Linked DNA regions of Gossypium hirsutum: region 2 is linked to region 1. The links are chromatin contacts, called in public Hi-C maps. All regions are on one chromosome and are shown on one strand. Each heading gives the region's core, a stretch centred on a gene start, on an enhancer-like site or on the middle of the called end of the contact. The rest is flanking DNA. Distances are from core to core; before and after follow the strand shown.

Region 1 (2,700 bases), core at 41-2,540:
GTGGAGATAGGAATATATTCCCCAGTCCATCAGAGCCATGAACAAAGTCGGCAACATTCGGCCTCCCACCCTTTTCCATACAAACCAACCACAATTAGGCTATGGTAAATAAAAGATATAGTAATTGCCCCCCCCCCCCCAAAAAAAAAAGGAAAAAAAAGAAAAAAAAAGGAAGAATATCAAAGCACAATAAAGCAAGTTAACAATTGCAGCGAGGCCCATTAGTATTCCCATGGAATTACATTGTAATTTAGGAAAGGGAAAACTGAAGCATTTACCGTAAGCGGCTCGGGGCTGCCTTGTGCTACAGGAACATCAGGACGCCCTGCGATTTCACACTATCCTTTTGCACCTCGAAAAGAGGATAAAATCATGAACGTATTCCAAATGCATATGAAAACCAGAAAGGAGAAGCACGTACCAGAAGTAAGGCATTACGAGTGGCATCTTCGGTTTGGACATTGCCAAATATGGTGGTCAAACCTAAGATCTCATATTCTGGATTTTGAAATGCCATAAAGATCGCCATGCTATCATCTGTTAATCAAATGAAAAACGCATTCATACATTGTTCAGGGTCAAACTCAAACAAAATCTCTACATATCTAATCCTGCCAATCAATCAATCCACTCCATATTGTTTTCACTTCCTTGTATAATTTAATAAAAATTTTCCGGTTTCATTATATACATATCAAAACCCGAAACTTTCCTATATAGATCTCATCACACGCCCCTCGAATAAAACTTTTCTATATAGACAGAGAGAGTCAACGTAGCTTTTTAAATGAAACTTTATAGCTTATCCCGAAGTAAAACTCCAAGGACAAATATAAATTGAAAAAGTAAAATTGTTTCCTATTTCATTATAATTCTAGTTTATGCAACTAAATTGGCAGCCAACCAGAGAAAAAGTAAATAAATAAAAAGGAGCGAAACTGACCAATCCCGGGATCGGTATCGATAATGAGCTTGTTCCTGTTGGCATGTGAGAGTAAAAGGCCATCGCTTCCGCCATTAACGACAATTCCATCGTGACAATCTTTCTTTAATTCATAATCCATATTCAACGCAATTAGAAAAACACAAAGTGGTAATAATCTAATCTAAGATTTTAATGAATATGGATGTGAATAAAAAAACAATTGAGAGATTTGAATTTCTTGTTTTAATTGTCGTAGAGGAAGAGGAAGAGGAAGAGGTAGGCCGCTCTGCGATGCCAACAGAGAGTCCCCCCAAGAAGAACACCAAACAAAGATGTGTTTTATTTTGGTTTATGGGATATGATGTTACTTCCTCCTTTAATACTAGTTTAAAGCGCCTTAAGGTGGGGGTATGCTGACGTCAGCATAATTGATTTGTAACAGCGAATGGTAAATGGCAACGTGGGTTAATGTGAGTGGTCCTAATCTTGGACCGTATCGTATGGGATCAGAGCAGAAATAATAATTATTCAGAAAAAGGGAGGACAACCTGTTGTTTAATTTAAAAAAAAGTAGTCATTGGTTGGGTGAAGGTACAATTTCATAGACGATGCTGATGATGATGCATCTATTTTATATTATCCTTTATGTATAATCATCATGATTCATATGCAACTATTAAATTGGAATTGTGACCAACATTTAAATGAGAAAGATTTGATAATTGGGAGATAAATGTTGATTAATGGATAAATATTTACTATAAATTTTAAAACTGTTTCATATCTAAGACAATGTATATAATTAACAATTTTAATACAACAAGTTGTGTAAGAATTGTTAGGTTGAGAATTATTTATGAGATATATTGAAATTCCAAAACAACTGAATGCTTCAATTTCACAACATTGGCGGCCAAGAAAATTCAATATAAAAGACTTTGGGCACGATAAATTTGTAGACTATGATTTTGCATCATATTTACACAATATAAATTTGTTTTAATAGATATATTGTATTTGGATTATATAATATATATAAATAATTAATATTATTATATGATGCGTATATGCATATGAATTTGTATGTGATATTTTTCTTCTGTTTATTTCTATGTAATATTTATGGTTATATAATATGCATATAAATTTTATTTATTTGAACTATTATCTAGAATTTATATAAGGTACGAGTTTAGAATAAAATTAAATTGATAAAAATAATTTTTATTATTTATTATATTATTAAATTGGTTTTTGAATTATTTTTATTTTATTATTAAATTTTGAATATTGAAAAATATTTATTAAAAAATTATTAGTATTAAAACAAAATCAATTCAGCTCTCAATTACTAAAATAAAATTAGTTAGGCCCTTCCGATAATGAAAACTATCATTAATCAATTTGATTATTAATAGACACTTACGTGACTGATAAAATCTACAATAACATATGAAGTACCATCCAGACAAGTATACTGATGTGACATTCCATGTACCATATACTAAAAACTAAAATCCCAAAAATTATAAAAAAATGTATTAAAAATGCACATTTTGTAACACCCCCTACCCGTATCCATTGCCGGAATAGGTACGACGTATTACCGGAGTTTACTGAACATTTTTAGATAATTCTGATCATTTATTATTCATATTTTGAAGATAATCATAACGTCTCTCTATTGGGCCCTTGAAGCCCCAAACATACATTAAAAACTAACCAGAATTAAATCAGGATCATAAAATTTTCGCAAAATCTTTATTTTCATCTAA
Region 2 (2,722 bases), core at 205-2,704, 580 kb after region 1:
GCTTTAAATCCCCCACAAAGAAGTAAAGGAATCATACATGCTCTAAACACCAACTCCTCCGTCACTGGTGCCTGTTCATTAAAGTACTATTAAGGAATGAAGACTGAAGAAACAGGGAACAATTTCGAAAATTTCCTTCTAATTTTCAATTATTGCTGTTCTCCTAAGAAGGATTGTTAAACATTGAACAATAAGCAGGACATGTAACACAATATTCAATCCATTTGCAAGACTACTTTCTAGAATAAGCAAGCACAATGCAACCTTTTCAACAATAAAATATTGCAAACACACCCTATTTATAGACCTTACAATTATTTGCATTCACTCAAAAGATGAAGAAATTTAAGTGGTAAGCATACTAACCACAATAAAATTCCTCCAGAATAAAACATTGGAAGTTACTGAAGACATCTGGACCGGGAGGCTAAGAAGGGTACTTTTTATACAACCTAACAGTGGCTCTCCCTCTTGATGTCTATGCTCCTTCCACTTATTTACCAATAACATGGACTTGAATATCAAAGATCCAGCATACATAAGAGAAGTCAAGAAAAGAGGAAAGACGATTGCTTGCCACTGTTTCACACATAAAATTGCATTTCAAGAACTGATTTTGAACCAGCAGATCATAAACATAAATAATAAATCCATAACAAAAATGTAGGAAATATACTCCATAAGTATGATTCTTACAAAATGATCCGATCGAATGCCATAAACCCCAAACGAGTAAGATGCCTCCCCACCTGTTATCTACGCATAATCGAACATTGTTAGAATAATAAAAAAAAGGAACAAACGTGTTTTGGATATAAAAACAAATAATAGCACTTCTGTAAAACGCAAAATGGATGATTTTACATTCACATGAAAATGTTAAATGGCTTTAGTTCAATGCATGTTAACAATTCAATATTTCGCTCATCTCTAATTATATATGAGTTCACTTTTTAGCTCAATGAATTAAGTTTCCACTTACTTCACAGAATGACAGAAATCTCAACTTAGTTCATAATTATATAATAATAAATGAGTGAAATAAAAATGAGAGACAAAGGAAAGAGGTATACCGGAAGGACGAAAGCGCAGAAAATAACGGACGCGACGGAGCAAACGGCGGCGCAAATGAACCGTCGGATCATGAAATTCTCGTAGGATTGGGGAGGCGGGAGGCGGAGGATCAGAGTGGGAGCGTAAAGAATAGAAACATAAAACAGTGTCATAGCGATGCAAGCAATCACCGCTACTAGCTTCGATAACCTACCTTCGCTCTCTTCCATGTCTGGATTCGAAGAGGCGGCAGCCAGGATCGCCGGAGAGAGGAAGAGAAGGTGGGAAAGAAAAGCCGGTTCCGGTTCAATATCTTCTCCGTTTGATACCCTTTCAGTGAGAAGGGGCTTCGGGTTTTGACTTGGGGCGGTTCTTGTTTGAGGGTTTTTGGGTCACTTCAAAGCCTCAAAGTAAATTTGGGCCGAAAAGAACCCCTCATTAACACTTTCACCATGTTTGGTTGGGTGTATTGGCTAATCGGTGGGCCCCACCTAATCTCCCTCTAATCTGCCGTTTGGTTCAATGTATTGCTAATCCCCCTCTAATCCGTTACTTTCCTAATCCCCGAAATTCTCTGTTTTGTAATCCCTGCCTCCTCCTCAGTTTACACCCGTTTTACAGCCTTAGCCCTAATTTGCCCTCCCAACTAGAAATCCACCTCCAGCCTCTCCCTCCCAACATCAAACAGAACCTGCGAGCGAAGTCACCTCCAGCCTCTCCCTCCTCAAAACACGCTTTTAAGTTTCTCTCTTCCGCCACCGTCTTCTTCATCATCTTCCCCTCTTTCTTTATTTTTTTTAATTTCAACACCTAACATACATGTTTCATTTCGCAGAAGCCATCTTTATCTGTTTCTCATGTGACTCTGAAGCCTCATTCTTTCCTTCAACGTACCCAAGGTAAAGTTTTCTCAACTTCTTCTCAATCATTTATTTCCATCTACTTGCCTTTCTGTTTTAATTCTTCATGACTTTGGAATTTCTTGCATAAATTTCTATGAAGACAATACTGCTGATGTTTTGGAATTTAAGTTGAAGGAGCTCTCAGCCGTCCATTCGAAATCCCCTTCCGTTCATCAATTCTCTGTCGCCTTCACCAAGACACTGACCCCTCTCTTTCAAATTCTAAAGTGAACCGCCACCGTGCAATGTGTTGTATGCTTTGTTTCAGCAAGGTCCTGGCCCGAGATCCCAACGACACTTCCGCTAGTAATGAGTTATTGGAGGAATTTTTGAAGTTCCTTTTGGTTGGGGCTACTGCAGCTAATAAAACCGCATGATTAGAGCTTGCCAAATCATTTCCGAGATAAGCTCTTTTAAATTCTGGCTTCATTTTTTAAAATCTGTTTTAGCGTTTTGATTTTTAGGAATTATAGTTTGTGCTATATTGTTTGTATTTCGTTTAATGAGTTCCTAATACTTTCGTTTAATGGATTTTAAGCAGCATATTGTTTGTATTTCGATTTCATTATTGGAGCAGTTTTATCAACTGTTCCCACTATCGGTAGGCAACTTGGTTTTAGATATGGTTGATTTACATGATTGAGGCTTTCTCCTTTTGATGGTTTTCTGTTTTGTTTGTCCACGGAGGAGCTATTATTTGAACAAAGTGGTCGTGTGAAATTTAGAACAGAATCTACGTTGTTGATTCCTTGGACCGAGAGAGGATT

The links. A called contact is a pair of places that touch in the nucleus more often than the background predicts.
Region 2: a contact with region 1 is called in a Hi-C map of leaf, with 3 times the contacts expected there. The contact joins the promoter of LOC107948290 here to the promoter of LOC107948468 in region 1. A contact is called at or near these places in 10 of 34 Hi-C or Micro-C datasets (anther, callus, hypocotyl and 1 more).

Annotation. Positions count from the first base shown.
Region 1 is chrA04:49,779,045-49,781,744 of Gossypium_hirsutum_v2.1, forward strand. It overlaps LOC107948468 (uridine nucleosidase 1), which reads right to left and starts at 1,291. Exons shown (of 9, transcript XM_016883026.2): 1 at 944-1,291; 2 at 422-537; 3 at 279-338; 4 at 1-70. The coding sequence starts at 1,064.
Region 2 is chrA04:50,362,177-50,364,898 of Gossypium_hirsutum_v2.1, forward strand. LOC107948290 (CAAX prenyl protease 2) reads right to left here and starts at 1,455. Exons shown (of 7, transcript XM_016882785.2): 1 at 1,074-1,455; 2 at 697-756; 3 at 1-71. The coding sequence starts at 1,283. LOC107948291 reads left to right here and starts at 1,532. Exons shown (of 6, transcript XM_016882788.2): 1 at 1,532-1,952; 2 at 2,085-2,722.